Linked DNA regions of Mus musculus: all the other regions are linked to region 1. A link is a contact called in public HiChIP or PLAC-seq and promoter capture Hi-C data. All regions are on one chromosome and are shown on one strand. The core of a region is the stretch at or near the end of the contact, and the rest is flanking DNA. Distances in the headings are between cores, read along the strand shown. Region 1 holds the start of Nfil3 (nuclear factor, interleukin 3, regulated). Region 2 holds the start of Msx2 (msh homeobox 2). Region 3 holds the start of Diras2 (DIRAS family, GTP-binding RAS-like 2). Region 4 has its middle 11 kb from the start of Gm2848. Region 5 holds the start of Syk (spleen tyrosine kinase). Region 6 overlaps Syk (spleen tyrosine kinase). Region 7 has its middle 77 kb from the start of BB123696.

The links. Promoter capture Hi-C pulls out the DNA fragments that hold promoters and counts their contacts. HiChIP or PLAC-seq counts read pairs in DNA pulled down with a chosen protein or histone mark. Capture Hi-C pulls out chosen DNA fragments and counts their contacts.
Region 2: a promoter capture Hi-C map of embryonic stem cells shows a contact between it and region 1, with 10 read pairs. The contact joins the promoter of Msx2 here to the promoter of Nfil3 in region 1. A contact is called at or near these places in 1 of 39 promoter capture datasets (embryonic stem cells), 3 of 484 Hi-C or Micro-C datasets (all in embryonic stem cells) and 1 of 115 datasets of contacts at active chromatin or transcription factors (embryonic stem cells).
Region 3: a promoter capture Hi-C map of adipose tissue shows a contact between it and region 1. The contact joins the promoter of Diras2 here to the promoter of Nfil3 in region 1. A contact is called at or near these places in 4 of 39 promoter capture datasets (the 3T3-L1 cell line, embryonic stem cells, hippocampal neurons and 1 more), 4 of 484 Hi-C or Micro-C datasets (the C2C12 cell line, cerebellum, embryonic stem cells and 1 more) and 1 of 9 other capture datasets (adipose tissue).
Region 4: an H3K4me3 HiChIP or PLAC-seq map of embryonic stem cells shows a contact between it and region 1, with 3 times the contacts expected there. The contact joins the enhancer-like site here to the promoter of Nfil3 in region 1. A contact is called at or near these places in 1 of 39 promoter capture datasets (neutrophils), 4 of 484 Hi-C or Micro-C datasets (embryonic stem cells, myeloid progenitors, nephron progenitors and 1 more), 1 of 115 datasets of contacts at active chromatin or transcription factors (embryonic stem cells) and 2 of 9 other capture datasets (liver and macrophages).
Region 5: a promoter capture Hi-C map of adipose tissue shows a contact between it and region 1. The contact joins the promoter of Syk here to the promoter of Nfil3 in region 1. A contact is called at or near these places in 1 of 39 promoter capture datasets (neutrophils), 4 of 484 Hi-C or Micro-C datasets (cardiomyocytes, embryonic stem cells and macrophages), 1 of 115 datasets of contacts at active chromatin or transcription factors (bone marrow-derived dendritic cells) and 2 of 9 other capture datasets (adipose tissue and liver).
Region 6: a contact with region 1 is called in an H3K27ac HiChIP or PLAC-seq map of microglia, with 6 times the contacts expected there. The contact joins the enhancer-like site here to the promoter of Nfil3 in region 1. A contact is called at or near these places in 7 of 39 promoter capture datasets (the 3T3-L1 cell line, cranial neural crest, embryonic stem cells and 4 more), 1 of 15 datasets of contacts at CTCF or cohesin (the NIH/3T3 cell line), 6 of 484 Hi-C or Micro-C datasets (the 4T1 cell line, the AML12 cell line, astrocytes and 3 more), 19 of 115 datasets of contacts at active chromatin or transcription factors (the 230-238 cell line, SST interneurons, astrocytes and 13 more) and 5 of 9 other capture datasets (adipose tissue, embryonic stem cells, liver and 2 more).
Region 7: a promoter capture Hi-C map of neural stem cells shows a contact between it and region 1. The contact joins the enhancer-like site here to the promoter of Nfil3 in region 1. A contact is called at or near these places in 7 of 39 promoter capture datasets (embryonic stem cells, epiblast stem cells, liver and 3 more), 3 of 15 datasets of contacts at CTCF or cohesin (the NIH/3T3 cell line and embryonic stem cells), 10 of 484 Hi-C or Micro-C datasets (the C2C12 cell line, bone marrow-derived macrophages, cortical neurons and 4 more), 28 of 115 datasets of contacts at active chromatin or transcription factors (the 230-238 cell line, CD8 T cells, the HPC-7 cell line and 18 more) and 2 of 9 other capture datasets (adipose tissue and liver).

The regions. Positions count from the first base shown.
Region 1 is chr13:52,979,226-52,982,606 of GRCm38.p6, reverse strand. It overlaps Nfil3 (nuclear factor, interleukin 3, regulated), which reads left to right and starts at 1,568. Exons shown (of 2, transcript NM_017373.3): 1 at 1,568-1,746.
Region 2 is chr13:53,471,189-53,474,569 of GRCm38.p6, reverse strand. Msx2 (msh homeobox 2) reads left to right here and starts at 1,790. Exons shown (of 2, transcript NM_013601.2): 1 at 1,790-2,238. The coding sequence starts at 1,860. Gm33763 (a long non-coding RNA gene) reads right to left here. Exons shown (of 4, transcript XR_873406.2): 2 at 1-595.
Region 3 is chr13:52,528,984-52,532,364 of GRCm38.p6, reverse strand. Diras2 (DIRAS family, GTP-binding RAS-like 2) reads left to right here and starts at 1,529. Exons shown (of 2, transcript NM_001024474.2): 1 at 1,529-1,945.
Region 4 is chr13:52,560,754-52,564,134 of GRCm38.p6, reverse strand. No RefSeq gene overlaps it. Among named protein-coding and RNA genes, the nearest start is that of Gm2848, 11 kb to the left of the region's middle. Within about 2 kb of position 1,719, at least 24 of the 459 cell types and tissues checked have an H3K27ac peak or open chromatin away from gene starts, as enhancers often do. A contact at or near this core is called in embryonic stem cells, where this site is marked.
Region 5 is chr13:52,595,179-52,598,559 of GRCm38.p6, reverse strand. Syk (spleen tyrosine kinase) reads right to left here and starts at 1,678. Exons shown (of 14, transcript NM_011518.2): 1 at 1,506-1,678.
Region 6 is chr13:52,634,850-52,638,230 of GRCm38.p6, reverse strand. Syk (spleen tyrosine kinase) reads right to left here. Exons shown (of 14, transcript NM_011518.2): 10 at 1-193. Among named protein-coding and RNA genes, the nearest start is that of Syk, 40 kb to the right of the region's middle. Within about 2 kb of position 1,805, at least 65 of the 459 cell types and tissues checked have an H3K27ac peak or open chromatin away from gene starts, as enhancers often do. A contact at or near this core is called in the 230-238 cell line, bone marrow-derived macrophages, macrophages and 1 more, where this site is marked.
Region 7 is chr13:52,678,339-52,681,719 of GRCm38.p6, reverse strand. No RefSeq gene overlaps it. Among named protein-coding and RNA genes, the nearest start is that of BB123696, 77 kb to the left of the region's middle. Within about 2 kb of position 1,504, at least 42 of the 459 cell types and tissues checked have an H3K27ac peak or open chromatin away from gene starts, as enhancers often do. A contact at or near this core is called in cortical neurons, neural progenitor cells and neural stem cells, where this site is marked.

The DNA of each region.
Region 1 (3,381 bases), core at 319-2,818:
TCAAGGTAGTTAGTTCTTCGGAAAAAAACAAAACAAAAAACAAAAAAAAATCCAAACAAACAAAGTGTAAAGGGGGGAGGGGGTGTTCCCTGAACTGATCAGCACCCGTGAAAGGAGATTTATCCTCTATTGCGTATCTGTGCTATGGGGGCTTTATTGGTTAAGGGGTATTTTACCAGCTAGACTCCATCATTATTGCCCTGTGAAGGCGTCCAAAAGTCCAACGGTGAATGGCATTTAAATCACCACTGGATGTGCCTCGGAGATTATTTGTGGAGTTACTACTGTGTGTCTTGAGTAAATGGAAAGAGATCCACTTGGTGAGATGTTCCGGGTGGGGGTCCCGCACACTCACTCTTTATTTTGGGGTTTGCTTTCTTTGAAAAATGAGAAAGGAGGGGGTTGAGTGAGGGAATCATTCGAGCCCAGGTCCCACAGTCCGAGCTCAAGGACCTTGCCACCTGCCACATTCCGTATTTGGGCAAGCGCGTGCGTCACTGTCAGGAATATGGCTCCCTTTGCCAAGGCCGGCTATAATCTTACGTGTCTGTAAACGCGGGGAGTGTTTGCCACGTTCCTTTACAATAGCCAACCCGATGACTGACTTAAGAACATGCCACCAGATGCTCTGTCTCCCATTTCCTTATGTCTTTTGTACATCCCAGGAATTGGGGAAAGGGGGGTGGGGTGGGGGCTGGCTGGCGTGTTCACTGAGAACCGAAAGGAGAGGAGAACTACCAGTTCAAGATGCTTGGGGAATGCCCTCCGTGGCTTGCTCTAGCCCGAGCACCGAAAGCGGGTAGGTTTCCCAGCCGGGGACACCGAGGCCGCGGACTCTCAGGTCCTCGGAGACAGCCGCCACCTCTCCACGTGGTCGGGGACACAGACCAACCGGGTCTAGCTTGGTTTCCCAACCGTGTTACGCAACAACTTTGTAGGGGTCGTCTTCGCCCTAATTGTGTCGGGAGCGCTGTTTGTGTTACCGTTGCGGCGCTGCCCGGGAGAGGAGCGGGACATTTCAGTAGCCCGGCTGCCGCGCCCCTTTCCCGGTCTCAGAGGGGACCGTGGGCACAAGGAGGCCAAGGTCCCCGCCACGCCCGTGTCCCCATAGCCCTCACCCGGGGTTCTATTGGCAACAGGTAGCCCGGCCCTCTGTGGCTCTCCGGGAAACAAACAAACAAAAAAAGGTGCTGGCACCACGGAGCGAGCGCAGCGACCCGGAGGGCGCGGCCGGCAATGGGCAAAAGGGTCCTGGGCTCCTCTTAGGCGTGCCTCGGGTTGCTCCGCGGTGCGTCCCGTTGCGCAACATAGCGCTCGGCCTGGGTCCCCACGGACAGCGGGTAGCAGCTGCGGCCGCGGCCAGAGAAGGACGCGGACTGCCAGTGGCGCCGCGGCGGAGAGGACGGGGCGGGGCGGGGCGGGGCGGTGGGGAGCCCGCCCCTGTCGGCGCGGCCAGTGGCGGCGGGCCGGGGGCGGGCGCGGGCGCGGCGATTGGGGCGGCCGCCGCCCGTCACGGCGGGGCTGGCGGGCGGCGACGTAGCGCGGCGCTCGGAACTGACCTACTAACACACATCTCTCGGCGCGGCCACGGCGCCCGCGGACCCGGCGCGCCCGCTCGTCTCCCGCGCCGCGCCCTCGCCACCGCCCGCTGAGGGCCCGGCGGAGCTTGAATCGCGCCCCGGCGCCGCCAGCCCGGTTACAGCCGCCCTTTCTTTTCCCCCTCACGGACCAGGGAGCAGAACCACGGTAAGCGCTCCGCCCACCGGCGGCCCCGGGGGCCCTGCTCTGCTCCGTGCCCGCTCTTGGAGCGCGCGGCCGGCGGGCGTAGGGCGCGGGATGCGTGCGGGCGCGGCGCAGGGCTGGCGGGAGGCGGCGAGTGTGCGCGGGGCATGCATTACATAAACTTTTGCTGCCTTGGCAGGAGGGGGGACTCGCCACCTTAAGGTAGCTGCTTTGATTGCAGCGCCCTGGCGCCCGCACGTAGCCCGGGCTGCCGCGCGCTCCCTCCTCCTCCCCGCTATTGCATAATGTCTCCGGATTTCAGGAAAATTGATGTTTCGGTGGCGAAGAGCGCGCCGTGGAGGCGGAGTGGAGGCCGATCCTTTTAGCAGCCAGACGACTTGCCCTGCTCTCCGGGGTCTCTCCGCGCTAGTCCCCAATCCGGGCCAGCTAAGGGGAGGGTTGAGTCTTGATTTGCTTAGGAGGATTGGGAGTACCAACGGTGACGGCAATCGGAGATGCCTGCGCGGCGTTTGTTTGTGTCAGGCGCTGTGTCGGCACCGACGTTTTCCAACCCGTTTGTCGTCACCGTGTTTTACGAGCCCTCGGGAAGGTGGAGGGATGTGTCCTTTCTTACATTGCATAATGGGCCAGCGATGAAACGTGGGCACCGAGGACGAACTGATGTGAGAATGTGCGCGTGTGATTTGTGTGCAATGATTTGGTCATTTTAGCGCAGCGTTGGCTATTAGATCCTTATTGGTACCTCTGTATCGTCCCAAATACGCATATTTTAAAAAACGATTCTATGGAGTTCATTATTAAGAAAGAAGAAATCCTAGTCTTGGACACTAATGCGCGCGGGGGAGGGGGGGCTCCTTAAATGTTCCGAGGTGTTATTTTTAAAACCCGGACGAGCCATTGTGACGTTTGCCTCCCCACTTTTCCCAACTGGAATGCGATGCGTTTCATCAGCCTTTCTTTTTCTTTCTTTCTTTTTTTTTTTTCTCACCTTATCGTCATTGGCTTTTTTTTTTTTTTTTTTAAGACACCACAAGACAAATCATTACTAGATTCCTGGAAATGTGAGGTTATGTAACTGCCGAATTTGCTGGCTGTTGAGCATAGAAAGGGAGCTAATTACGTGATTTTATAATCTTGCCACAAAGAAAGTAGGGCAATCTCAGCGTTGAAGAATGTCACCATCAACAGGGGTTTTGTTGGTTCTTTTAAAGGATATTTTAAGCCGGAAAGTGACGACCGACTAAGCCTTGACATAGCTCATGCTTGCCAAATGTGTGTCTTTTACCCTAAAAGAAATGTACGTCTTTCTAAATATAGCCCTATCACATTTTAACAATCCTGGCCTCAGTGCTATTTCTGGTTTCTCCAGGGCTGTGTGCAAATACGAGCTCAAGGCCATTTGCTGTAGTTTTAACTCCACGCCTTCCAAGACCTCTGATAAGACTGTATTTTTAGGAAGGCATTTCGCAGCACCCAGAGACTGCTGGTGAACGCGGGGGCCCCATTTATCATTTTAAAGGACACTTTGGAGGAACTGCTGCGTTCAGAGGGCAACAGGGAATGGCCAAGTGACACCTTCTTTTCTGGCTTTTGTAAATAACAACGGCTAATGAGGTCAAAAGTATTTATTTCACATCA
Region 2 (3,381 bases), core at 541-3,040, 490 kb before region 1:
GCAACAACAAAGTACTTGTATCTTGTGGTAGGAGAAAGTTTCACAGGTTTTTAGAAGCCTCATTTAGAACTTCTTATCATTAAAAGAAAACCTTTCAAAACTGAACTGAATTATCTGGTGAAGACTTTTTTTTTTTTAATCTTCTAAGATTTCTACATCTATGGGTTCCCTCAGACCAGCGAGATTTCACTCTGGGTAAATGTTTGAGGCAAAGGTCCCTGTTTCAGAGAGGTAAGCTGGAAGGATCTGGAGGTCTAGGCAGTCAAGTTTCTAAGTCTTCTAAACTGGGGTACCTGCTAAGCTCTGGTCATTGAAAGCAACTTGGAGCAATGGTCCTCCCCTTTGGTGCTGGAGGGAGTATTTAGGGAGCATTTGCTGTTTGGGACCAGCGCTTAGCAGGCTCTTCTTTCCCCCACCAGTCCGGATGGGTTTTTGGATCTATGAAAAAGCTTCTGCAGCCTGAAATGGGTTGTTTGCAGCGATCTTTCTGCTCCTGCTGGCTTGCGGGCAAGGGAGGTGCAGAATTATTTCAGGCCTCTGTCTCAAAACTCTCTTCTTCCATGCATTGATACAGTTGGTCACTGATGCTTTGGGGCTGCAGTTAGATAGAGAGTGTGCTTTAGGGTGGGATCCTGATAGGTATGCTGCTTAAAATTTCAAAGTCAGGTGAGATGAGCTTTCCCCAAAGATATTCAGGCTTTGGGTTTGCAAAGTCGAACCCTGTTATTTGCAGAGAGAATAAAGACACTAAATGTCACAAATACCCTTCTCCCCTGCCCATCACCTCCCAAGGCAGATGCTATCCTGACACCTGAACTCCAATGACAAACACAAACTCAAAAAAAAAAAAAAAAAAAAAAAACCTCATGAGCACACTTTTGCACGGGCCTAGAGAGGAGACTCAAGGGGTGAGAAAATATCCCCATTGACAGTTTCTAAAACTTGTCCTGTTTGGACAGAGTATGAAATGGAGATCATTTGTGTAAATTAGCTGCCAGGAACCAATGGGCGCTGGGTCTGCTGGTGCACACCTACACTCTCAACACCAGGGACGAAGCCAGTGGGGTAGCAAGTTCAGGACCATCTTGGGTAAGATAGGGAGCGACTTCTAAGCTAGCCAGAGCTGGAGAGCAAGAGTCTGTTTTAAAGGAAAAAAAAAGGGAGAAAGGGTAGAGATTAGTTGAATATCCCTTGACCACCTCTCAGCCTTTCTCATCTTTGTCCCTTTTCTTAAGGAATGAGTTACAGCTAATGTCTTGGAACACTCTCCAAAGATAAGACAACTAAGGACCATGCCTAAACTATTTCTATTAGTAAAGATGCTGCTATTGTTTTCCATTATAGTTACAAAGATACACTAGTTTGAGCTCATAGTGGGAGCTTTATAAATGTTCCATGCCCTCCGCAGATTTCCAACATTCTCAGGCGGGAGCGTGTGGGATCGGCACCAGAAACACTTTAAAGAGGGGTTAAAAGACAAGAAATGAGACTCGGCAAGCTTCCTCTTTAAACAATCGGCTTTAATTACGCCTTAGACTTTTCAGTTTGGGCGATTATAACCCTTGAGGGATCGCCTAATAACAACTCTGCTGACTGCTCCTGTAATTAACTCCTAATTTATTTCAAACGGGGCGGGGGAAGGGCCCCAAGCCTCTCCAGGGAGAGCCAATCGGTGGCGAGCGTCCGTGGCGTCAGGAGCAGGGCCGTCGCCAGTTGGTTGAGCCGAGTCTCCCACTTCCCCTCGGAGGACAGGCTGGGCTCCCAGCGCGCCCCTGCCGGCTCCCCCCCCAAAAGTTGGAGTCTTCGCTTGAGAGTTGCCAGCGGAGTCGCGCGCCGACAGCTACGCGGCGCAGAAAGTCATGGCTTCTCCGACTAAAGGCGGTGACTTGTTTTCGTCGGATGAGGAGGGCCCCGCGGTACTGGCCGGCCCGGGTCCCGGGCCTGGAGGAGCCGAGGGCAGCGCAGAGGAACGCAGGGTCAAGGTCTCCAGCCTGCCCTTCAGCGTGGAGGCGCTCATGTCCGACAAGAAGCCGCCCAAGGAATCGCCCGCGGTGCCACCCGACTGCGCCTCGGCTGGCGCTGTCCTGCGGCCGCTGCTGCTGCCGGGACACGGCGTCCGGGACGCTCACAGTCCCGGGCCTCTCGTCAAGCCCTTCGAGACCGCCTCGGTCAAGTCGGAAAATTCCGAAGACGGAGCACCGTGGATACAGGAGCCCGGCAGATACTCCCCGCCGCCCAGTGAGTGCGCGTCTGGGACGGGATCCGGGCTGGACCAGCGCGAGGGGTCCCAGAGGGGCTGGGGAACGGGTGTTAACAGGATGATGCTCTTGACCCCCCTGGTACCCCAGTTCAGCGGGCGGTCCGCATCCCAGAATCCCTAGCTTCGAGGAATCTGCAGTACCTGAGCGCTGGCTGGCATTTGAAAACCAAACCAAGTTGTTGATTTCTGCAGTCCTTAGCCCCCTGCTCCGAAAACTTCATATTTGTGTACCTGCCCGGGAAATAGGGGAGAGTCGCTGTTTTGTTTTGTTGAGTCAGGGTCTCCTGTGGCCCGTGCTGGTATGCAGCTCAGGATGGTCTTGAACTCGTCATCTTACTCCACCACCTAAGTACTAGAATAACTGGTGTGCACCACCACACCGGGCTGGGATCCACTTTAAATGAGTATTGAAATGTGGTTTTGCTGGCCTTCAAAATATACAGGCAGCCCCATGAAGTTCACCCCACTATAAAGACTAGACAACTGGAAGTTAACCAGACATGGAGCAGACATACTTGGTAGTCTTCGAACTCCAGTGTCCATCCTATGAAGGGAAGGTGGCAGGCAGAGACTGATTCGGAAAGGAAGCTTCTTGTATTCTAGTCCGTTGTTGGTTAGGTTCTGCGTGTTGCAGGGAGCTAGTTTGGGCCAGACCCTCGTGGGCTCTCCTGGGTTCACAGTAATAATTAACAGCATTCCTTCAGAACTTGAGAATGTACAGTGAGGTGGCCACAAGTTCGCCAGATTTGGCTGCTTGCTAGAACCTCAAAGTACAGGCAGAGGCATGCCACCTGTGGCTACCCCTTCAGACTTGGTGGCTAGTGCTTAGAGGATTGCTCTTGCTTGGTCCAGGTTACCATTCATACTTGCAATGGGCATGGGGGTCTGGTGTCCATGCTCTCTGCCCCCTCTTTTGAGGGTGATGGCCATATTGCTATTTTCACTGCACCCCACTTCCTCCAGGGAGGCTGTGCCGACTTCCTTTCCAGACTTAGCATCCCTTTGGGGTCCATTCCTGAAACTTTGTTTTTAGTTTTATCTCTTGGCCTTTGAGGTTTATCTCTTCTGTTGCCTTTTTTCCTGCCCCCCCCCCCATCAAACTTTGGGAAAGTTGAGAAAGA
Region 3 (3,381 bases), core at 280-2,779, 450 kb after region 1:
AGCTGTCCCCTAATACTGTCTCTGGCTCTACAACTCTGGGATTACAAGAATGTCAAAATGTTAATTTTTTTTTTTTTTTTTGCATGCATGGGATCAAGCTCGGATTCTTGTGTGTGCTCCCCAAGTCCTGTAGCAACTGAGTCATCTCCACAGTCATACACAGACCTTCATAATGGAGAGACTGTGGACATGTGGACTTCCTGCTCACAGGCATATTCAAAGTAGGGCTACATTTGTGAAGGCCACTCTCAAATGGCCTTGTTAAAAATGGTCTACTCCCTTCTTATTTTAGTAGCCATAGCACTAAGGCCAGAGTCAAGCTGAACTAAGGAACAAAGATGTTATCTTAACTGTAAATAGTGAAAGCATATCTTAGGTAAGATTTCAAAACAAACAAACAAACAAACAAACATGTTTCCTGTGAATAGCAGGGCAGAGATTTGCTTTGCAAACCAACTTCAAAGGATTATATCCTCTGAAATTACAGGACTCCAGAACTTACCCAAACAGAAAAGTGACTATATTATAGCTTACAGAATCTGTAAGCTAAGCCTAATTTAGAAGATACAGGCCCCATTTTGTAATTCTTTTACCACATCACCAAAGGACAAAGATAAGGATAAAAAAAGAAAAAAAGAGTTTCCTCCAGCCATAGAGTGCAAGTATGATATAGGTAGATGTTCCTGTCCAGCGCTTACAAAATGTCAGTACAGCATATTCTCTCTCTCTCTCTCTCTCTCTCTCTCTCTCTCTCTCTCTCTCTCTCTCTCTCTCTCTCTCTCTCTCTCTCTCTGTTAATTCTTTGAAATGGTCATGAAAAGCTGCTGAGCAGCGTGGTCCCCCAAGCTTACCCAAAGAGGTGATGTCAGAGCCCTGTCCTGTTAAAACGCTTGAATTCTTGTAGTATGGTTGCCTTTCAGGCAGGGAATTTCTTGGCACCTCTAAGTGACAGGCTGTCTTGTGATTTAGCACATGTGACTACTATTGTCGACTTGACAGAATCTAGAGTCACCTGGAGACGGGCCTCAGGCTTGTGGGAGGAGAGATTATCTTGATTACTTAAGTGTTGTGCAAAGGCCGGTCTTGACTGTGGGCTAGACCATTCCTGGGTACAGGATCCTGGACTATACAAATTGATCTCGGTAGCAGCGTGCTTCCACAGTCGTCTAAGTTCTGATTACCGATGCGATGTGATCAGCCATTTCAAGATTTTTTTTTTCCTGCTTTGCTTTTTTACTCTGAACTATGAGCCAGAGCAAACCCAGTTTTCCTTAGCTTGTTTTTGTCACAGCTACAGGAACAGAAACCTTGCCCAGTGACCAAGTCTTATTGCGTGGTAAGCAGTGATTAAGTACACTAGGGTAGGAGCATAGTTTTAAACACAGGAATCCACTGTCCTTTCAACGGAATGATTTTTGATTCATTTAATTTTCAGAAAATTCTAGTCTCTTGTCATCTATTCCAGAAGCTTTCGGTAGAGGGCAGCTGAAGGCTCCCGGTGAAAAGCAGGCCACCGCAACGAGCAACCACTGTGCTTGCAGGAGCTTGAGGAGGGTGGAGCCGGAGGCCGGGAGGCTAGAGCCAGAGAGCACCGCGTGGGAGGACTGCACAGGGCCAGGCGCGCGTGCGGGCGGTGCAGGGAGCGGTGCTGGAGGTTGTAAGGCTGTGCAGAGAGCTCGGGCGGGTGCATAAGGCAGAGAGGGGCAGACAGAGAGGGGCAGCACAGGGGGCAGGACGTTGCATTGGGCGTTGCACTGGAGGTGCAGGGCTCTGGACATTGCACTGGGGGTGCGGTGCACAGGGCGGTGCGGGGCGCAGGGCAGCTGACAGCGTCATCAGGCGGGAGCAGCGCGCACTCCGCCTCAGCAGCCACCGCATCGCGCTGCGCGCAGCGGGTCCCGGAGCTGCGCCTGGAGACCTGCGGCTCTGAGCCGGCTCTCCCCAGGTAAGCAAGCCACCACGGCTCTCGGCTGGAGCTGGATACAGCTCGCGGGTGCCCGGCGCTTTTGGCCAGTCCTGGGAGCCAGAGGAGCAGGATTACTCTCTGGGGCTGAAGATCAGTATGTATCCCAGGACTTGGAGAGGGGGACCAGCCAGCCTCATCCTGCATCCTTCCAGGAGGGGAGGGCGAGGACGAAGCCATAGCTCAGTTGGGAGAACGTTAGACTGAACACCTAACATTGCTTTGAAGGGGCAAAACCTCAGGGTCTTACCCAAGATTAGGGATCCCGTCCTAACAGGAGTTGCGGTTGGGGAAATTCTTTGACTGCAGGTATTCTAATGAATGCGGAAGATTCCATCGATTTAGGAAAAGTCTCCTAAAGAGGTACAGCTAGAGAAAGAAACATTCAGAGCCAAGAAGAAATGGCTAGGGGATTCCTGATGTTTGGATCCCAACCTCTAGACTTAACGCTCTGGAAAGGGACCCGCCCCAATGTCTCATTTCCTATTTTAAAGACCAGGCTTGGGATATCCACGGGACTCCCCTTCTTCTCCCGGTGGGAGCTCAGGCAAGTCTCAGCATCTAGTCCAGGCAGAAGAACGTGGGTCTCCATCAGAGGACAATGACAGCTGGCTGCCCAAGGGTTGGACTTCCCCACCCTGCTTTGCGATTCCATGTCCCAGTTCATATTCTTTGGGGTTGGGGGATCTTTGGAACTGGACACCACACATCTCGGTTGTTCCATGCCTTCAAAGGTGGAACACAGTATAACTTGGGTGGAGGAATCCGTGCCCAGCCAGCCTTGTTTAGGAATTCATTTCACATTTTGGTTCTTGTTAGCTTTTAATCGGGCCCCCGTGCATACTAGTTTATACTAGCAGAAGTTTTGTGATTTGCTTAAAAGAAAAAAAAACCCATAAAATATTATTTTAAATGACTATTTTCTAAGTAACAGCAAAAAAGCTGAAGTATTTTAGATCTCAGATCAGTCTAGATGTGTTCTTTCCCACTGGCATTTGGGTTCGAGGAGGTGGAGTGGGTGGTAGAGAAAAGGGAATAAAATTAGAATAAATTTAACAAATTTGTATGGGAATCATACTTTAAAAAAAGAAATTGTTGTTGCCTAAAATTGCAAACTATTCAGTTTTATCTGTGCCCTTCGAACTGGAGAGGGCCCTGAGCACAAGAAGACACAACACCCCCCGCACCCCCATCCCAAATATATCAGAGAAACAGAAGGTGGTACAGGTAGGAGGTCCGTTTGACTGAAGATTTTACATTTAGTGCAGGTGGCTGTCCCTGGAGAACCCAGGCAAGGAGCGGGGAGAGGCAGGGCTGACACAGACTGTAGCCAGGCTCCGAATCCTGTTCAGTTTTCTTGTGTTGGGGACCCGTGTGTAGGGCTTATACAGGAACCCCCAGAAGCTTTTTCATGAGTG
Region 4 (3,381 bases), core at 470-2,969, 420 kb after region 1:
TCTGACTTTGTAAGCAGCGGATGCAGACCAGAGCTAGTTTATGCAGTTGTAGCAGGCGCTGACATCTGACCCCACAGAACTGGGCATCAAACCTCATATGATTTCATCTGCATCACAGGACAACCCTGGCTGGCTGTGCACCTTGCTTATCCTCTATAGCCTCACCCACCAGCCCTTTGTCAAGTTCTGTGAGGGATGCTGTCTCGCCCTCTCTGAGTCATGAAGTAAATGTGGGCGCCATCAGCTGGAGTTCTTAAAAGGCCATGCTTGTGCTAGACATTTTACAAGGTTGACTGATTGGAACTTCAATGGCTCGATTATTACAGGTCATGAGCCAGATTAATATTGGCTCCCATGGGCCTTTATCTTGCCGTGTGTTGCCTATCTCCCTGTAATATAACCAACATCGCCAGGAACTCTTCTGAGAGACTGCTACTTAGATGCAGTTGGGACCTGACTTTTGCTGCAGAGAAAAATTTCAGAACAAGTCAGTGAGTTGAAGACGGGATGTATTAAAATAAGAATGTGGCATGCTTATGTTACAGAGTATGTACCAGAGATGACCACTCTGTTTATAGCCAACTCAAAGTCTATTCCAGCGAGCCGGGACTACACTCAATTTTTCAGGGACCCACCTGTAGCCCTGAATATTTAGACCAAGGGGCTTTTAAAAGGCAAAACTATACCCTGATATCTCACTCAGCAGCTTCAGGGGGCGGTTTGTCCAAGCAAACAGTCTAACAGAACCTAAGAGGTATCCTGACTCTAGGTTCCTAGAATAGAACTGGGTTGGGTCATTTCCCATGGGATTCTCAATCAAGATCAGATTTTAGTTAAGTCTGAAGTGTCCTTGGGAAGAACACAAGGTCTTCTTGCTCTGTCACACTTAGACCTAAATGATGTGACCGTGGGCATGGAGAAAGAGAGCCTTAACATTTAACCATAGCTATCAGTATTATTTTGGGCCCTCTGAAGTGATGATGGTCGATGGAGGTCATCTCTATCCAGGTTTAAAAGATGAAGCAAGAATCTCTTCCATCAATGAGATCATAAGGAGGTCCAGGAGGTGCATTCGCACAGCTCTGTGCATAAAGGAAGAGCATTGTGCAGGTGTGTACACAACCAATGAGGGCAAATAAGATAAAAACATAGGTCCCATATTGTCAAACGCCTCCTAAATATTTATTTATGTCGCTAGATCAATGCCTTTTCTTAATATAGGTTGGAGAAGCCTCTTTCTGCTCTGTGTAGTAGCTCTATAGTGACTACCTAGAAAACAAAGATCCTTCGAAGGCACATTATCTCTATCTATCTATCTATCTATCTATCTATCTATCTATCTATCTATGTATCTCATTAAAGGGATAACTATTCCTTCCATCTCCTTAACATGGCTTAAGCAGATTCAGCCTTCTGTGGGAATGTCCCTTGGCTAGGTGAGTGACAGCCCAAATGGGTTATCTATGTCTCTCTCTATTCATAGGTAGATTCCGTTCTTTTGACCAGGAGGGTTTCCTTTAGTAATCCTTCAACCTGAGTTGGGTGGGACTCACTGTTGTCAGTGGTGCTTTTGTATTAAAACCTTTTGGGAATAAGTCCCTGAATAAATCTGGTAAACTACATTGCTTCTGGAAAAGCAGAGCATTGCCTCAGACTAGCCCAGACATCTGAGCAGCTCCTAATTAACTGACTGTACAAAGTGCCCCTGGCTGCTATATTCATACTCCGCTGGCTCCGGGCAGAACGATTCTGTATTGTTATGATAATGGAAAGGCTGCCATTTCTTTGCTATGCAAATTGTATGCATTTCAGCGAGTAAATACTTCCTGTCTGCCTGCTGCATGGATTTGAATAACAAAAATATAAAAAGTTAAGAGTGGGCTTCTGTGGTTGAGAAAGCTTTACAATAAAGAGATTGCTCTCTCTGCCAAGTGACTCAGCAGCTGCCCCAGTGGGATACAGTGAGGAAAAGCTTGAGATCTCTTGTGACAAATTCCAATTTTCATGTTTGACAGACTGAGGAAACTTGTAAACTTGGGGACTCAACTCTGAAGTTCTTTCTCCCCCTTCTTCTTCTCCTCCTCCCCCTCTTCCTAATAATTTAATGAAATGCAGGCTTCATCCACTGAAAGGTTTGGGGTTTTAGTGTTCAAGGAGGAAGACCTAGAGAAATTTTTTTTTTTTTTTTTTTTTTTTTTTTTTTGGCTAATAGGCTTATTAAGATTGTTGTGTCATAGACAGACAAGCAGCCAGCAGCATGGCAGGCAGGGGATCTAAGAAGAGTTATGCCCACTCCAAGGAGAGTAGACATTCCTTATTGCAGATTTTATTGCAAGGTGGGTGGGAAGGGGGTCACCAGGGGGCAGTGAGCTAATGAAAGTCACAGTGCTGGATCAGCCTCTCTCTTGGCCTTCGTTACTGAGACTTGATTATGTTGGTGTGGGAGGCAGGGATATAGAGAAATGAGTTGCTTTGGTTCTGGGAACCAAGTTCCTTCTGTTCCATGAAGTGTTACAGTCCAACCAAAATGGAGGAGCTTTGCAAACTGGTGTTGCCCTGGAAAACACCCACCCAGCTGTGGCATGGGTCAATGCGCAGAGAAAGCAAAAGTAGTGCTGCTTGGCAAACACGGTCGGCTGACAGAAGCCGACGGATTGTGTTTCATCCGCGCTTTGAGCATCCAAGGGTGACAGAAAATGAGATGGTGTAAAATGCTTCATGTTAATCAAAATGCCTTTAAATAAGGTGCCTTAAAACCCTCCATCCAAGTACCGCTATGGGTTTCTTTTCCAGGAACATTGTTAAACAGGTGAACATCGGCTATGAGATCTCTAGTAAGGCTGCAGTGCCTGCGGAATGGCAGGCATATATGCTTGTCAGAGATCTCTGCTTTACATTTCCTTTCTCCATAACAGGACTATAGGCATTCCGGCCTGTGGCAAACGGTAACAGTCGGAATCTGGGCAAGCTTTGGAAAGGAAGACACAAACCTCATTTGTTTCCACTTAAGGCCCAGGCCTGATTTCAAAAGGAAGGCCATAAGGCTGGACCAGCTCCAGGGACAGACCATAAAACCCAGCAACAAGGTCAGAAACCCCCTTCCAAAGAACAGCCTGGGGATAACCACAAAAAAACGGGGAAATATCTTATCTCAGGATGGGTAGTCCCATCACGTCCTGTGGTTAAACGTTCATGACACAGGAATGCAGACCACTGACCCCCTGGCACAAACCGATCAGAAGCTGACCCTTGTAACCCCTAGCATCCACCAATGAAACTTTAGATGACCTAGTCCTTCTAGAATATTCCCCTAATTCCCTGTGTGCCTTTGTCTAGGGTCACCATTTTGAAGAGTGGTTGACCCCTGCATGCAGGTTGTTT
Region 5 (3,381 bases), core at 429-2,928, 380 kb after region 1:
AGCACTGTACTGTAAGCTGGGAGGTAGAGACAGGAGAATTCCCTGAAGCTCACGGGCCAGGCAGCTTATATATGCAGCACAGAATAACAAAGAGGTGAACACTCACTCAGAGTTGTCTTCTGACCTCCACGTGTGTACCACAGCATGCACATGACAGCTCTCTGTCTCTCTGTCTCTGTGTCCCCCATCTCTCTCTCTCTCTCTCTCTCTCTCACACACACACACACACACACACACACAAACACACATACACAGACATACATAAATATACCATACATAAAAGTATGTATATGTATATGTATATGTATATGTATATGTATATGTATATGTATATGTATATGTATATGTATATATCACACACACACATACACATACACCACACATAAAGGTATATACACATATATAAGTACAACATACACCACAATACATACACATAAAGGTATATACACATACATATGTATACCACACACACATATACATAAAGATATATATATATATATATATATATATACCACACACACACACCATACACACATACACATAAAGGTATATACATATATGCATACAACACACACACACCACACACATACGCATCAAGATATATATATATACACATATATACACACCATACATACATACATACATACATACATACATACATACAGGTGTATATACACACAACACACACATACACCATACATATATACATATACATCTCTCTCTCCACCACACAGACACCATATGTACAGCTATGTACATATACACAAATACACTCACACATAAAATACCAACAACCGACCAAGTTGCAGACATTTCCTGATAAGACTGTCTCCTGATTTTTCCTGCCATCATCTTGGGACAAAGTACTCAGGATAGGTGGAGAGCCAAGTGACAGTATTCTTCTGGTTCCCACCCCAAGTCCCATCCCAGGGAATCCCAGCTGGGTGGCTGGGGTTGAGGCCACAGTGAACGCTGTGCCCAACAAACTCCATTTCAGTAGGCCGTGGGGGCCTGGCTGAAGCTGCTGCTGTCTAGGCTCTATTTTTACTTCCCCATCTGCCCACCTCACAAGGACAATATGTACAGGGTCCTCAAGGCCTCTAGAGAAACCAAATGACCCACATTCGACACAAAGGACCTGTCACACCTGCTCAAGGAAATCTTGGTTTCTCTGAAATTCCTGACTATGAAATATTCCAGGAAATTACAGTGGAGTTACTCCCGAGACTTCACAGCTGTATCTAAAGACACGAATTAACCCCAGTGCTTAAAGAAAGTACCGGCTATGTGCTCAGGGAAGAAAGATGTCTCTGCCATGTGAGAACTGCAGTAATTATCAACTCCATAGCTCAAGATGAACGAATGTCAGCCAGGGCATGATGTAGCCCAGGGGACGGTATCGGCCAGGAAAGCACATACTCGGATACTGGCGTGCTCTCTAATGCCCACCCATGGTGCAGAGAGCCATGAGGTCGCCATTATTGATTGCTACAGATCTGACTTACCTTCCTGTCCTGGAGTCACAGAAGGCCTGGGCTCCCGGGCACCAGGCAGCATGGAACGTTGAAAGGACCAGACTGGCAGTCTTGAAAATGGGAATGGCTGCAATGGAGAGAAGGCAGAGGAGAGCAAGTGGAGGTTTCCTGCTGTTAAGTGGTGTCTGTAACTAGGGAAGTGGCTTTTCCTCAAAGTGTCAGCAAGCAAGACAAGCCAGAAAGCAGAAGTAAGAGGGTGTGTGTGTGTTGGGGGGGGGTGGTGCTTGATAATTTCATAGTCAAAATGAAGTTACAGTCAGAAGGCAGGGATCCCAAACAAACACCTGCCAGTGGAGGAGGATCTTGGCGATTCTTGACCAGGATTGTCACGCTGATTCTTAGACCTAAGCTACACAACCTGGCTAAAACTGTGTGCCAAGCTTAGGGTATGTCAATTTTTCTTCTCATTATATTACTGTATATCATGTTTGACGATTTACTAATTCTGTTGATCATTTTAAAGGCTCCAAGTAGGTTTTCTTCATTTTTGTTTAGTTTCCTATTTTTGGCTTCAGAGTTTACCATGTTACCTCCTTTGACCATCGTGGCCTAGGCTTAATGTACTGTAATTCTTGATAATTCTTATAAAACTTAATTTCCTATAGTGAGAGCACATCCTTGCCTAAAACTATAGGTGACTGAGTTGACACAGCTCTCTTTATCTTCTACATCATCGGGGTTTGGGTATGCCGCTCCAGGGTTCATGTGCTGGGAGCTTGGCTAAGGTGTGGCACATTCGAGTGTCATAACCTTTGAGAGGTGGGTTCTGAGGTACAAGGGAGCGAGTTCACTGAGGCACCAGCCTTGGAAAAGACTAATGGCTATCTCAGAGGACTAAGTTAAGTCTCAGTGAACTGAGTTAGTTACTTTGACAGTGAATTGTTATCAAGCAAGGTCATCCCACCAATTTGGTCCCATCCACAACCATGATTCATCACAGCCTTCCACCATGTGGTGCCATCTGCCAGGATGTCATGCCATGTAAGGGGCTCACCTGACGTGGCAGCCTGAACTTGGGCTTTTAAGCCCTAAACTGCGAGCCAAACTAAACTCCCTTTCTTTATAAAGCACTCAGTCTCAAGGATTTTGTTATAGCAGTGGGCCTAGTGTTCGGGATTTCTTTCTAAGCACTACTTTTAGCATCATTTGAAAAATGTTGGTATAGCATATTTTATTTTTTAAAAAATATCATTATTTTATGTATATGAGCATTTTGCCTACATATGTGTATGTGTATCATGCATGTGCTTAGTACCTATGGTTGTCAGAAGAGGACAGCCGATACCTTGAGAATGGAGTTACAGACAGTGTGAGCTGTCAGTGGGGTGCTGGGAATTGAACACGGGTCCTCTGCAAGAACAACAAGTGCACCCGGTTGTTGAGCTAATCCTCCAGGGCCTTGAATTCTCATCTGTATGCTAGGTAAAATATTTTAAGAGTTCTTTTGAGACTTTTATCAACTCACAGGTTATATAAAAGCCCATTATTCGCTTTCCAGATACTTTTTTTTGTTATGGATATATGGTTTGATTTTGTTGTGTTCTAAAAAACAATTTACGTGGCTTTTTAAATGTAAGCTTAGTGGGTTTTCCAAGCAGGTACTTTATTTTGGTAAATATTCCTTGAGTGCTTGAGAGGAATGCCTACTTTGGTTGTTAGAGTCAATGTCTTACAAATGTCAGGCTGGTTGACAGTGTTGCTCTGGTCTCATCATGGCTATTAATTTTCTTTTGAGCTATCAGTTATAGAAAGAGAGGAACTGGCATTCCAGACCACAATAGTGGCTTTGTCCTTTTTTGTCTTCCATTTTGTCAGGGTTTCCCTTATGCATTTTGCTGTCCTGCTG
Region 6 (3,381 bases), core at 556-3,055, 340 kb after region 1:
CTTGTTGAGCGGCCCCAGCTCCGCCATCTCCATCACCAGCATCCAGGACTCCGCCTCGCAGATTCCGATCATGCGCACAATGTAGGGGTTGTCCAGCTGCTGCATGACGTTCGCCTCTGCCAGCAGCTCGTCCTTCAAAGCCGGGTCGTTGGCCTCGTTCTTCAGGATTTTCACAGCCACGGTTTTCACAACTCTGTGACACAGATTGTAACTTGTGAGAAACTTTCCAAACTGCCTAGAGGTCCTCTTCTCTGTAGTCACATTGTGTGTGTGTTGGGGGGAGGGGGGTGGAGGGGAATGGTGCTGACACCCGCTGCCCAATGAGAATCTCTTAAAGCCATTCAGAAAAACAAAACAAAGCAACCCAAAAACAAACAAACAAACAAACGAAAAAAAAAAAACAAACAAGAAACGGCCATGGGCTGGGGAGATAACCCAGTGTAAAAAGCGCATGCAAGAGTGAGGTTAAGAGTTCAGATCCCCAGAACCCACAGAAAGTTGGATAGCAGATGTCTGCAACCCCAGGGCTTCTAGGGGAGAATCTATGGAGATTCGTGGGGCCAGCAGTGAATCCCCAGAGGCGGTTTGAAACAAGGTGAAAGGTAAGAGGTGACATCCAAGGGTTGTCCCTTGGCCTCTATATATGTGCTGTGTCAGGAGTACCTGCACACACACACACACACACACACACACACACACACACACACATCAAGATAAATAGCTAGTACCATTTTTCTCCTTCTTGTGAAAATTTTATCACAGGTGCAAATTTTCCTTCTTTCTTTCTTTCTTTCTTTCTTTCTTTCTTTCTTTCTTTTGGGGTTTATTTGTTTGTTTGTTTGTTTGTTTGTTTTTGTTTTTTCGAGACAGGGTTTCTCTGTGTAGCCCTGGCTGTCCTGGAACTCACTCTGCAGACCAGGCTGGCTTCCAACTCAGAAATCCGCCTGCCTCTGCCTCCCAAGTGCTGAGATTAAAGGCGTGTGCCACAACTGCCCGGCAGGTGTAAATTTTCAAATCACACATAGCTGATGTTTATTCTTTCATTTAAACCACAGTTTGTTAGAATACTTTCAAGAGTTCAACACGATCTATGTGATATTTTTGTGAGAAATTGAAAAAGATCTGTATTTTCGAAACATGTTGAGGCTTGCTTAAAAGTAACAAAGCCCAGTGGGAGAGAAGTGTTTCTTTCCCTTTAACTCTGAGCTTGAACAACTCGTGTGCTTCAGACCGGCCATGGGGGTGCTCACCTGTGAGCCCCAGAGCCCCAGAGGTGGATACAGGAGGATCGTTGGTTTAAGATCATCTTTAACGTCCTCTGAATATAACACCTGCTCTTTCCATCTGATCAGCTATGCCTTTTGCAAGAGAGAAGAAAGACCAGCTTCAAATGCTGGTGCTCCTCCATATAAGGAAGGGGTGGAGATGCTCACTGGACTGTTACCCTGATTCCTGGAACTCCCCCCGGCGCTTCCCAGTCATCTGTGTGAGATCCTGTCCTAACTGAACATAGACGCACGGTCTTGGGAGGTGCTAGAGCATACGACTGTGAAAGCTAACAGGAGCCCGAGAGGGGGCATCTAGGGGACCCTACATCCTGTAGAGGCCACCATCCACACTGAGGCCCAGACTTCTCAGCGGCACACGCAGCTCCTGTGAGTAACCCCCACATGCGTGCCCAGTCACTGGTTCCCCAAATTGGACTTCGGGGATTGTTCTCTGGTTTGTGGTTGGTGCTCTGTATGATGGTAATGATTCCATACAGTACACAAGAGATTCTTTCTACAGCTGTTCTTTTACAGACAGAGGAACCATGCCCCACTGCCTGTGAACCCCGGTGTAGTGGACAGCAATGGAGAATGGTCCAGGCTGAGGAAAGCCCCGAATTGTGAAATATTCAACCAGCTTCAACAAAGTTCCCCTGTTGTGACACACATACAGCCTGCTGCAGTGTCATGTGGTTTCCCAGCTAGGTTCTGCCTACATGCATAAAGGAATACAAAGTTTCTTTATGATATTGCAAATGAGCCTCTGGGCCCAGAATTTAAAAAATAAAAATACATTGCTTTGCTTTTTTTTTTTCTTTGAGTCCGGGTCTTACATAATCCACTGTGGCTTGAAACTAGCTGTATAGTAGGAGATGACCTTAAACTTCTGATCCCCCTGTCTCTACCTCTGGGGCTCTGGGGGGCCACAGGTGTGTACACAACATGCCCAATCAGAAGCACACATTCTGTTCAAGCTCAGAGTTAAAGAGAAAGAAACACTTCTCTCCCACTGGGCTTGGTTACTTTTAAGCAAGCCTCAATGTGTTTCGAAAATATGGATTTTTTTTTATTCCCTCACAAAAACATCACATGGATCATGCTGAACTCTTGAAAGTATTCTAGCAAAATGTGGCTTAAAAGAAAGAACAAACATTAACTAGGTATGCTTTGAAAAATTACCTGTGGTAAAATTTCCACAAGCATGAGAAGTTGTTTCTTTTGTTGAACCTTCAAACCGATGAATCAAAACAGAACTATTCAGGAAATGGGCCGTGTGGGGGCTCAGGTGGTAAAGATACTCTCTGCCAAGCTTGGTGGCTGGAGCTTGATCCCCAAACCACATGCATGTACGTACACACACACACACACACACACACACACACACACCTAACAAATACACTAGGTCAAATAACAGAATTAGTGGGACACACACACACAGGAAAGTACACACAGCTAGTGTGGTGATCTAGAACACAGCCTGTGGCCTGACAGGAGGATTTAGATATTATCATCACCCTAGAAGCCTCTCTGGGCCCTCCCGGGAACATGGGAGGCTCCATTCTGTCATCTCTAGCCACCTATTTTGGCTTTCATAGTTGGGTCTATCATTACATCTGTGGTGTGAGGCAGGGATCTAAATTAAGAAGTTAGAAAAGGTTTCTTGATTCCTCTAGACATTTAAAAAAGAAAATACCACGTCTTCTAGAAAAGCAGAGGGGAAAGATAATATCCCACTAATTCTAAGAGGCTACTATTGTTCCAATTCCTGACTGTTTACGGTGGCCCAGGAAGAGACTATGAAACTCCTGGTCTTCCAAGCACTGAGCTCTTTTACAGGTAAGAGAGTAAGACTCCATTATGAGAATTGTAAGAAAGCAATTGACTGATAACTTCACGTGGTGGTTTAATGAGAAAAACCTCGGTAGGCTCATATATCCGAAGGCTGGGCCCCTAGTTTGGTAGAACTGTTTTGAGAATGTTTAGCAGGTGTGTCCTTGTTGGAAGAGATCTGTAACTGGGGGTGAGCTTTGAGGTTTCTTGCTCTCTGCCTCCAACTTGCAAATAAGATATACACTCAGCTACTGCTCCAGTGCCATATCTTCCTGCTGTGACG
Region 7 (3,381 bases), core at 255-2,754, 300 kb after region 1:
CAGATTAGGGATGCAGTCTGCGTGAAGACGGCAACATGGCAAGAGCTCTGGAATCTTACACCCATTGGATTCAATTAGTGGTTTGCTGAGATCTGGCCCTCATTGGAAGTAGATGTTCAAGAAGACTGTGACTCCGTGGGGGAGGAGTCTGGCAGATGTCCGGGGTGCTGCTGTGGCCTGACCCTCTAATTCTTATACATATAACATGTCAAGGTGGATATTCCTCTGGCTGAAAATTAGGGAATTTGGGGTCTGGGGATGGCAGAGAAAGTGGCTGTTTTCCAGGACTCATGGGTGCATGCATATGCATATGTGTGATGTGATGTGTGTGTGTGCGTGTGCATGTGTGTGTGCAAACATGTGAATGCCAGAAGTCAGCCTCAGATATCTTTGCAATCTACTTCTTGTTTTCCTTGACAAAGATCTCTTCCTTTTATGTTGTACAGATTCAGCTAGACTAGCTGGCCACTGAGCCCCATGATCCTCCTTTCTCTGCCTCTCCAGTGTTGGGTGGGGTTCTAGGAACAGGCCACAACACCTGGCTTTTGTTGCTGCTTTACATGATTTGGGCATTGAACTCGAGATCTCATGCTTGCCAGGCAAGCAGTTCTCCCAAATCCAATGTCATCGCTGTTTCCTCCTGCTTTGGGAAAGCACATTCTTGGGGCCATAGAGATGGTGCCACTGGTGACATGCCTGCTGAACGAACATGAGAAACTGAATTTGGATTCCTAGAACCTATAGAAATAGGTAGGTGGAGCTGGTGTGCCTGTGATCCCAGCACTAGTGGTGGTAGAGACAGGAGGATCATGGGGGCTTCCTGGCCAGTTACTCTGGCTGAAATGGTGAGTTAATTGAGAACATGTCTCAAAAAGTAAGGTGAATCGGGCACTCAGAAGGCAGAGACACATCTCTCTGTGAGTTCAAGACCAGCCTGCTCTATATACCAAGTTCCAGGCCAGCTAGGGCTCCATAGTGAGACCCTGTATGAAAAAATAGAGTAAAGCCAAAACCAAGGCAGAGAATAGTGGCGGAAGACATGGGACTGGTCTCTGGATCCCACATGTGCACAGCTGGGCACACAAAAGCAAGCACTTGACCTTTAATGAGAAGATAAATTCTTGTCTCTGGTTCTATATGTGTGTGGAGGGATGGGAGATGGTACGGACTCTATATTTAACATCTGCGTATCAAAGTGTATCAAACACATATGGTGACTTCAAGTTCATGTTATACCATGTAGCCCGTCCATGGCTTTCCTTCCTTTTCTTCTATTCTTTTTTTTTCCTGCCACCAGAAGTTGGACACGATGTCAGAAAAGCAAGCATCTGTTTCCCCTTAAGTAGCCCAAGAAAATAAGAACCTTTACATTCTGATTCGGTTCCATCTCTCGCACATTCACAAAAATAGAATTGCAAAGCTTGGGGTGCTTATGGCCATGAGACAGGCCTGGAGGATGACACATTCTTAAAAGGAGGATCGCTACCGGGGCCAGGAACGAAAATGCTTGCTCCTGCTTAAAAAGCTGGTGTGAGTCATGTCTGCTGAGTTCACCCTTTGATTTAGGTGCCAGCAGTGATCAGCTCTTTCAGATACATTATCCAATTAGTGGGATGGGCCTGCCTACTGGCAAGGCCTGTTAGCTAGCTGCTCATGCCAGGGCCTTCCAGGGTTGTCATGGAGACCATTGGAGCAGATTCCTTCGACTGGAGAAGGTGTCTCTTAGAGACAGGACACCGAGTGCAGGACATTGGAGTCTAAGTCAGGGCCATGTGGAGCTGGAGAAGCAGCTGTTCATACCATACTCCTAGAAGAAGAAACCCCTGGACTATCATGGCGGAGGGAACCTCCACAGGGCCCATAGGGGGAGAACATTCTAAGCTTTCCTGCAATTCCTCCAACCCACGTGACTGCCGGCTGCCAGCTGTAATCCCAAGATATTCAGCCCACATCAAGAAGGCTTTAACTCTTTGAGTGTTGAGGGGTTGGTAGGAGGTGTCCATCAGAGGTACTGGCCAGTGTCCCTCTGTAACAAATACTTAAGATAATCAAAGGACTGTTTAGGATCATGACTTTAAGAGCTTTGGTTTAGGATTGGCTGGATCCATGGCTTTTGAGCCTGAAGCAACGTACCTGATGCAAACAGCCTTGCAAGGCAAAGCCATCCACTGCTTCACGGCCAGGATGCTAAGGAGATTCAGGAAGAGAGCAGAGGTCCTGTGAAGCTGTTTTTCCAATAACCTGCAAAGTCCTACTCAGCCCCATCTGCTGAAGGTCCTGGTCCTGCCACCTCTTATGAGATTGCAGATGCAGCACAAAGCTCTTAGGGTCTGTGTCATGCAGGGTTCTATAGAGAAAAGCACTGTTAGAGGGAATATATATTACAATGGGACTTTTGCTACCTTGGATTACATGATATGGGTAGTCCAGCAATAGCTGCCTACAGATCAGAGAAACCAAGTATCCCAATAGCTGCCCACCCATTAAGTTGGGTGCCTTAGTAGTCCTACTACGATGTCAAAGTCCTGAAAGATCCACATTAGAAGGCTGAAGACAAGGCTGAAGCCCAGAGGCAGCAGCTGATGGTGGAGCAGAAACCACAATGATAAGCTGATGCACTCACCAACAAGAGTGAAGGCAGCAGGCAAACATGGGTGATTTTCCTCCCTGACCTCCTTGTGTCTGAGTAGCTGCTGGAAGGTACTGCCTACTCTGGAGGGGAGGGTCTTCCTTCTCTCCAATTGACCCTCCCTGGAAATGTCCTCACAGGCCTGTCCACCAATATATCAGTTAGTTGATTTCAGATCCAATCACGATTAACCATCACAGAGGCCATTCTAGATCTGGTAGATCGTCCCATCCTTGCCTGTGAAGCACATAATCTTGAACAATGCCACCTTTTCAATCCATCTCAAGACAGTGTAACCAGAGTAGCTGCCCTGAGAGGAAAGGCAACAGTGGGAGCTTCTGGAAGGATCCTTTGTCGCATCAAATGTAAACCCATTTTTAGGCTGGCAAACTGGAGTTGATGGGGAAGATTCTGTGAGCTTCTTCTGTTACGTAATGGATTCACCTTTAAATATACCCATCAACTCTTATACGATGTGTAGGTGGTGAGGAAGATCTAATATTTAGGTAGATTGTCTGAGAGCCCCATAGCTGTTGGCAGAGCTGGGATTCGAACCCAGGCATTTCTGGCTCTGTATTCTAACAGGATGTCACATGAACTGATGACCACGGAACAGTGGGCAGGCCACCTACAGAACTTCTCTCTTACACCGTTGCTTTGATTTGAAAACAGTGTTTGGCACAGGACAGACAATCTGGTGGCCGAGTGCTTGCTGCTTTTGCAGAGGACCCAAGTTTGGTTCCCAGCACTGA